2 separate regions of the Zea mays genome follow, and region 2 is linked to region 1. Evidence: chromatin contacts called from public Hi-C data. All regions are on one chromosome and are shown on one strand. Each heading gives the region's core, a stretch centred on a gene start, on an enhancer-like site or on the middle of the called end of the contact. The rest is flanking DNA. Distances are from core to core; before and after follow the strand shown. Region 1 holds the start of LOC110008575. Region 2 holds the start of LOC100382177.

The links. Hi-C and Micro-C count contacts between places; a contact is called where the count stands out from the background.
Region 2: a contact with region 1 is called in a Hi-C map of tassel, with 2.0 times the contacts expected there. The contact joins the promoter of LOC100382177 here to the promoter of LOC110008575 in region 1. A contact is called at or near these places in 2 of 25 Hi-C or Micro-C datasets (ear and tassel).

What each region holds. Positions count from the first base shown.
Region 1 is chr1:253,700,588-253,705,102 of Zm-B73-REFERENCE-NAM-5.0, forward strand. LOC110008575 reads right to left here and starts at 3,241. Exons shown (of 3, transcript NM_001350091.1): 1 at 1,680-3,241; 2 at 697-872; 3 at 1-452. The coding sequence starts at 2,913. It overlaps LOC100275579, which reads right to left. Exons shown (of 8, transcript NM_001349681.1): 7 at 4,490-4,515; 8 at 3,321-3,764. The coding sequence ends at 3,438.
Region 2 is chr1:253,987,928-253,992,398 of Zm-B73-REFERENCE-NAM-5.0, forward strand. It overlaps LOC100382177, which reads right to left and starts at 1,573. Exons shown (of 2, transcript NM_001174937.1): 1 at 751-1,573. The coding sequence starts at 1,452.

The DNA.
Region 1 (4,515 bases), core at 1,991-4,490:
CTTGGACGTTTACTCTGCTGCTGCAGATTCTGCCTGCGCTGTTTCCTCTTGCGATTCTTGTTTTGCCTTCTCCTTTTCCGGTTCTGCCACATTTCCCGCTTCTGCGTCTCTTGTTGATCTTGGATGTGCTGATGCTGCGTCTCTTGTGCCTTCCGCTGCTGGTGGTGCTGTTTCTCTTCTGTTTCTTGCTGCAGCTCATGTGCCTTTCGCTGCTGCGTCTCCTGTTCCACCGGTGGCCGCTGCCGATACTCCTCCTGAAACTTCTGCTGCTGGTGCGAACTTGAAATGGAGGCAGGAACACCTGCCAGACTTTGCTGCTTGTTTGCGTACTTGTGTAACAGCTGGGTAATTTCTGCCTTGATGCTACTACGCTGAACAGAATCCATATCGTACCCATCGATTGCACTCCATAAAAATATTAGAGCATCAACCTTCTTTGCCATCGCTTGCTTCTGCTCAACAGATGATTCAAAGGCGTTAAAACAGTTGAAAGCATCACATGTACGCAAACATTATAAGAAAAAAAGGCCAATATCTGACCCAGACACGGCCCAAATCTAGATTAGTTCCTCAACTGCACTGCTTTAAGATTTGTGGGGAAAAAAAACTTGCTTAAGAAAAGCACGCTGTATTTTGGTTTTCCAAATCCAGGACGTCTCAAAGCTAAAAAAAACTTATACAAGAAACAGAACATACCCGAGACTCTGGTGTATAGCTCTCCTTGCTTAGTATGTCTTCAGCATCCTTCTTGGCATTCTCAATATAATCATTCATGATGGCAAGTGGAGTATACTTGCCAGTCAAACCGAAAGTACGTGCCAGTCTTATAGCATCGATTGGCTGCCCATTTTCGATGAAATGGTCGACTGAATCTGCAGAAGGATGAGCCAAAACATTAGCAACACAGCTGGTAAACCAATGGGGACAGTGATGTCCTTCCAGTTCCACAAGCTACGAGCGTAATCAGAAAATCTGATAGTGAGGTCTGACAGTGTAAAGCTACAAATAGTTCAGAAGATGATTCCATAACACGAAATAACTGCAAACATAACAATGGAGGAAAAATCAGCAGCTCATCGTATTTTTGTCAGACAGATATGAAATCGTACAGCATTCATGTAGAAGGCAGATTCAGCTTCCAACCACCAAAGTAGTAGACTGGCATAAATGGTCTAGGTGATGCCATGTCTGAACAATATGACACGTATCTAGCAATAAATAATCCCAGTTACTTAAGTGATTAAAATGTCGATTCGACGGCTGCGACAATGAATGTGAATTTGTCACTATAAAGGAAAGGAAGTGCATAGTACTAACAAGAAAAGGAATAGATCAAAATATCCTGCAATTTGCTTCTCAGTGCCACTGCAATCCAGTAAAGAGTAGAGAGATTGGCACCACACTAAAGTTTAAGCTGTTGTATATCCTAATATATTGATCCCAAGTAAACTACGTACAACATACAGATGAACGAACGTTCATCTACGCGCACTGTGTCGTAGAATAGATTATGCAATAAGCACAAGATATGAAACAAGTAAATTTATGGGGCATGTTTGGGAGGAGAATGGAGAGGATTGGAGAAGCTAAAATTCCCTTCCTATTCAATTTTAAATAGCAAGAAAATTTAAGCCCCCAATTTCCCTTGCTAAGAGCAAGTCGAGGAACACAGTATGTACCAGTCATCTTTCCGATGAGGCCAAGCCGCTTGCAGAGCTCAACGCAGTTGTCCTTCACCTCAGACGCGATATCACCGAAGAGACGGATGATCTCATCAGCATCGAACTCCGGGGCAATGTCGTAGGAAGCAATGAAGGTGAGAAGGCCCCATCCGGCCATCCCGCCCGTGTCCCCGCCACCCGCAGGGCCCGCAACCACCATCTCCTTCCAGCGCCCCGCCAGGCGCTTTGCATGCGCCAGCGCGTCCGGCGACGGCGCGGGGAGGCGGGGCGCGCATTCGACCAGCGCGACGCAGTTTGCGCACCACCACTTGCTCGCGTCGCGCTCCGCTGAGGCCATGTCCAAAACGCCGCCGACGGCACGGACAAGGAGAGCGTGGGGGTCCGGGGCGCCGAGCAGCGCCGGGAGGAACGCGCGGGGGGAGCTCCTGCCGCTGACGCGCAGCGAGTCCACCAGCGCGGAGGGGTCCATGTTCGCGCACGCCGCGGCGACGGCTTTCGCCAGAGCCGACGACGTCTCTCCCCCGCCTGCGGCGTGCGGATGCTGCTGCCGCCACTCCCCTTCCTCCGCCTCGTCCTCGCGGCCTTCTCTGTCTGCGTTCCCCTTGACGGCCTCCTCCTCCTCCTCCACTACCATCTCGATGCCATCATTGCGTTGGTGGGGAGACGCCACGATTGTCCCCATGTCATCCTCCTTCTCGTCGTCTAGCTGCTCTGGAACCGCCTCCGCCCCGAGAATGTTGCCCGCTTCGTCGGCTTCTCGGTCGGGACGCGCAACTGACGCCTCCCGGACCTCCCCTTCCTCCTCCCCGCGTTCCTGGTGCGACGACGCGCTCCTGCCTTCCTCCGCATTGCTACCTTGTCCCTCCTCCGACGCGCCGCGCCCGACGCGGCGTTCCTGGTCCTGCTCCTCCTTGACCGTGTGCTGGAACTGGAAGTGGTGAGCAGCGGTGGCTGGACCCCCAGCGATGGCTATGACGTCGGCGTGGGTGGAGCCGAGGTGGCGGAAGATGGCGGCGAGGTGCGCGTCGACGTCCTCCCAGCGGAAGGGGACAGGGACCGGGGCGCAGGAGACGAGGCGGTCGAATGCCTCCCGGAGGCGGCGCTTCTTCTCCGTGACCGCGGCGACGGCCGCCTGGAGCTCGTCCTGCGTCGCCATCGCCGCTTGGGTGGGAAGTGCTCGCGGCGGGAGTGAGTCGGGCGTTGGTTGCGGCGCTGGAGGGCTTGGCTGCATTTCAGTTCGCGTGACTTGAAGTTGAAGGACGGCAGCGCCTATATACAAAAATACAAAAGAGCCTTTTCACTGCAACTACATGCGAAGGGCATGGGTATAAAATTTCTGTCGTGTTTGTTTTTCTTTTGATTTTTGTCCCAACGACGACGACTACCAAAGATTTGGCCTTGAACATATCAGGTATTCATCAATCATCATTCATACATGACATCTGATATATTGATTTAAATGATACCACAGCTAGATTTTAAGTAGAGAAATTTTGGTACGCTGACGTTTTGGTAGCAACTCTGGATAACGCGTCATCATGGTAAATGAATGCGACCGATAGCGCATCAAGATCAATGAATGCAACTTATGCAAAAGCAGGTAAAAGTAGGTACTGGAACAGGTAAAACGCAAGCCTTCTCATAGTATAATCTTTTCATTAAACAAGCAAACTGAGCACAAAACCTTGGTGGGTCAATTTTGCAACCCCCGCTGAGCCTAGCCATCACCTCATACACGACGAAGGGGCCAAAATTTCACGAATCGTCGACGCCAGTCATCGGCTCATTATCCTCCTTGGCTTCATCCCCAGCGTCTTCGTCTTCACCATCCGCGGCGTCCTCCATCTGGTAATCCACCTTGAAATCGTAGTCCGCGTCCATGTCGTTCAGCACACTGAACCTGTTCGCCTTGCGCCGTTTCTTCTCTGCTTTCCTCTTGCGAGGGTCGAGTATGCCCTCGGCGGTGTACAACTTGTCGTTCTGCGTGCTGGCGGTGGCTGGCTTGCTTCCTTGTGGGTCGTTCGCGTCAGACATTTGCTCCTCCCGGTTTTCCTGAGCGGGTTCACTTGGTTTGCTGCCATCCTGGTTTCAGTGCAAAACAAGAGTCAAAATGACAAGGCCGAGCACAAGATTCCTAGTGCAGCAAAGCATGTTGGGCAGAAATTCTTGCATATGGATTATGTGCGAGATAATCCGCTAATTGCTCCTGTTGTTTTGCTGCAGCCAGCTGTAGCAAGCAGTGGCTATAGTACAAGTAGGTGTCCTAGCTGTACTTGTAGTTGGTGAACCTCTCACCGATCCTAGCTAGAGTCGTATATACACTACTATGCAATAGAACCAGATGAACTCGGTGTGTGCTCTGTACTAACTTCCCTTCCACCTCTAGCCCAATTCAGTGTGTGTGTGTGTTTAAGTGAGGTGCTGCTCACCTCTGTAGGCTCGCCGGATTCCGACATTGTGTAGTTCAAACATAACCTATGGATGATTTCTACAGGTGTTTTCACCAGAGAGCAAGCACTACCTTTTTATCATGACGCCAGTTTCATTATGCTGTTTATAAGGATCATAGACAGATGATCTTAAAAAAAACTGTTGGTCAATAGATTTGAAATGAAACCTCCTAACATAAGCGTATAGTGCTGAGCCCGGACCAGCGACCATGCAAAACAATATCACAAAGAACGCATCTGGCCATTACAAGGAACCAAACAGGGAACTAACTGGTAGCAAGATGGCACGAAATCTACAGTGGTTGCCACATTAAATAAATTTAATCCACAGAAAGCCACTAGCGTTGAGATTATTACCTCTAGCATCTCTTCGTCAATTGCCG
Region 2 (4,471 bases), core at 323-2,822, 290 kb after region 1:
ATCCTATATTTATGGAGAAAATAAAACATTTAAAAATAGAAATTATCATACATTTTTTCCTAAATTTACGCGCATGCAGGGAAACATGTTTTACTCATGCATGCTTTCCTAAATTTTATGTACACAGACATATAGTGGGGGCGCACCCGATAGCCTGACTTGGGGTGTGGGTGGACACGTCGGCTTGATCCAGTCAGGTCGCAGGAGTGATCGATCAGGGCTTTCTCTAACTATTGGTAGCTCAATGCTTCTAATATACCAACTATATATGTATATATATCTTCGTGATCGTACAGTATAAACGTAATTAAAGTATCCATATTGCGATGTTGGACCGGGAGTTTGACTAACGCGCAAGGGAGAGGTTTGACCTGTTGCACGCGCCAGTATGGTCCAACCAGATCACAAGGGTGGTCGGTCAGAACTTTCAGTACAATTTAGAAGTCGGGAGCTTCATATATATATATATATATTCACGATCGTACCGTATAAACATAAATAAAGTATCCATATTGCGGTCGGAAATAAATCAAAATATTTTATAGGAAAAGGATAGTTATTTTTATTTTTTCATTGTTGTATATAGGTGTTAAACATGAGTTACTAATGTTTACTGTTTTAATTTTTTTTGTTTGCATGTGTGATGCTAATTAAATTAGAACAGGTTAGTTTAAAGAAGGAAACATAATATGCCTTGAGTTTTTGAATAAGTGTCGTGTGTTTAACGTAATTAAAGTAAGCCAATCTTACGAAAATGACGGCGCTGACTATCTCGTTGGTGAGAGCAAACTGCAGGCCACCTTCTTTCTGCAGCCTCAAGAGGACAGCGAGAAGGTCCTCCTCGTCACGCTCCGGCGTCGGCATGGCTTCACGCTCCTCGATGATGCTCTGGATGATGCGGTACATGTTCCTCTGGCACCTCCTGGCGTCCCTCGCGGCGGCGCTGAACCGGCGCACCAGCCGCGAGGACGGGTACAGGTCCGCCAGGTTGAACCCGCCGGCCAGCCGCACCACTTCGTCCAGCTCGCGCATGTACTCGTCCCGGTACTTACACCGGTTGCCGACGACCGTGCGCGCGGCGATGTCGTTGATCATGCGGCAGATCCCCTCGCTGAGGTTGACGGGCCGGCCGTCGGCGGACTCCCCGGAGACGGAGCGCAGGAGGTGCGCCACCTCCTGCTCCCGGATGCCCCGGAACGTGAGCACGCGGCGCTGGCTGAAGAGCTCGAGCATGCACAGCTTGCGGAGCTCGCGCCAGTGGGCGTTGTAGGGGGAGAAGATGAGGTCCTTGCCCCCACAGCTGATGGTGTCGAAGGTGACGGTCAGGCTGCGGTCGCAGAAGGCGAGGTCGTGCGTCCTCATCACCTCCCTGGCGGCCTCGGCGGAGGAGACCACCAGCGTGGGCACGGCGCCGAAGCGGAGCATCATGAGCGGCCCGTAGGTTCCGGACATCTCGCGCAGCGCCCGGTGGGGCAGGTCGCTGAAGCGCGACAGCAGGAGGTGGTGCAGGCTGCCGATGAGCGGCAGCTGCCATGGCCCTGATGGCAGGCGAAGCGCTGCCGCTGATGATGGCTTCGTGTAGCCCCTGATGAGCCTGCTGCAGAGGAGGAGGAGAATAACGAAGGCTACCACAATCAACGGGATCTTGATGTCCATTTTCTTTTCTTTTTTTGTTGCTAGGGATGGGACAAGTTTGCAGCGTGTCGTCGACGAAGCGGGAGACGACACACATATATACACACCGGCGCCATCGGATGCAAAATAAGAACAATAATGTCCTTGTACTTATTGTACTATTGATGAGTACTATTCTACTACACCACCGGTAAGATACTAAAATCCTTTGACCTAGTGTCTCAAGGAGGGTATTTATTTTTGCGCATGCCTCGCGCGAGCCTCCAAGATAACAATTCAGTATTTGTTTGTATGTATACGGATGACGAGACCGCTATACTATTATATATCACGTACTAACGTTACGAATCTAGCGAGAAGAGAGAAGGGAAGGGATTGATGGTATCGAGATCGTAGGAAAGAGTAAGAGTTGAGAGATAATTCAAATAATATTATTTATTAAATTTAAGTAAGAAAGGAAGATGAGATTATACAACGATCTAAACCATTAATTATTATTGTGTTACAGCTGGGTACAATTTATTTGGTAAATTTATTGGAAGTTATGAGTGCGAAGTAATTTGGTTGAGTGAGTTTTTATAAAGTTTGAACTAGGGTAAGATATAGATATAGCCCAATGAAATAGACAAAGCCGTGGTAAAGTTTGAATCAGTATCCTATTTTTAAAAATAGGACTCTAATTATAAAAAATAGCTCTAACCGTGCTCTATTTTATAGGTTTTTGTCAGAAAAATATAGGAATAAGTTTACATAACCCATGATATTTAGTGTGGTCTACTTTACCCCATCTTCAAAATCAATTGTTTAATCCTCTCAGCTTTGCAAAACCAGATAAATAACCATTGTACAGTTTTAGTTGTTGGTTTTAATGACATGACATTCACTTAAGTGACAACAGTTTTGTCTTTTTTAATTCTTTCATCTAATAATATTCAAAATTTAAATAATTTTACACAAAAACAAGTAATTAGATATTATATATGCCCTATTTTTTCTAAAATTTTATAAGTAACAACTTAATTGATAAAAAGAAAAAATTATATAAAAAGAACTTAATATTTTTTTTCTTCGATTCATTTTTTATCTTCTGAGACTAAAATTTTTACTAAAGCTAAATAACACTATTAAAACAACTGGAATTTTTGTTGATTTTATTAATCAAGTTAAGTAGTCTTTCTTATAATACTAACTAAATTAATTTTCCATTTGTCTTTTTAGAAACACTTAGCAAACAGTAATAAAATGATATCCAATTTTTACAAAGACCTTTTCTTAACTAAACTAATATATACAAATATTTCTAGAATTTTCAGAGAATATTAAATTTAAACCTATATAAAGTTCTCGAAAAAATATAGAAATATTTTATATGTTATTTTAGGTGAGAGAAAGTTTATGTAACAATTGGATATTATTTTATTATTGTTTGTTAAGTGTTTATAAAAAATAAATGTAAAATTGATTTAGTTAGTAGTTAGAAGAAAGAATACTTAACTTGTTTAATAAAATCAACAAACAATTAGCAGTTTAGTTATAGTACTATTTATCTTTAGTAAAAAAATAGCCTCACAAGATAAGAAATAAATCAGAGAAAAAATATTAAGTTTCTTATTTAGTTTTTAATTTTTAGTAATTAATCTGTTACTCCTAAAATTTCAGAAAAACATGGGCAGACATAATATCTAATTACTGTTTTTAAAATTATATCAGTTTTGGATACTATTAAATGATATAATTGAAAAAGGCAAAACTATTGTCACTTAAATCAGTGGCAAGTTATCAAAACCACCAACTAAAAATGTCTAGTGGCAATTTGTCTTGTTTGTAAAGCTGACAGGGTTAAACAATCAGTTTTGAATATTATGATGTAAAGTAGACCACACACTAAAGATAAGAGGTTTATGTAAATTTATTCCAAAAAAATATAGGGCACACCATAAAGTGACTCAAATATACTATACCTCATGTTAGTGTCATATCATTCTTTTTTCATCATTCTCGATATTTTTTCCGAACAGTATAGTTTACTTCCCAAAATACATGATTTAGGGCATAACTGTTGACAGTTTGTTTTAGTGCCCTAAATATGTTAAGTGTTGTAGAATTTTAATTTTTGGGACACTATTTTAAAATATTTTGTTGGAGATGCTCTAATTTTTTTTCATGTGTAACACCAAAAGCATATTAAGGCCTTGTTCGTTTTTTCGAGGAATCTATCTAGATATTATTCTAGCTGATCAAATCTCATATAAATTAGATAAATAATCCGGTTATAAATGGTACTAGTCAATGGTTCTCTAAGAACCGAACGGTCTTAAAGTGGTTTTCTTAATAGATTTTTTTAACCGTGCCATTTTTTGACATTGAACATATCTTTTGCCATAACATTTTTGTACATCAATTTTTTTGTACCATTTGCACGTGCAGTATAGAACTCCACGTACAGAACATGCTCACACACAATTAGGGATGATCACGATTTTTGTAAGTAATTAATTAAGTTTAGTTAAAAAATTTAAAAATGAATAGAAATAAATCTCAATCCTTAACCTGCAATAAGGTTTAACAATTCCTAAGTATTTCATTGTATATAATACTTCCTCTCTCTTAAAATAGTATTTGTTTTATCTCTTTATTTTTATATTTATATCCAACTAGATGATGATGAATCTAAACACATATATAAACCACATACATTAAGTGTCATATAAATTTATTAATTATTTAAAATGATTTTTAATTTTGGGATGGAGGAAGTAAGACATCCAACCATATATATTTAATGCTACGTGGCAAGACTTATTCAACCATATAATGACTAACATATAATTAACAT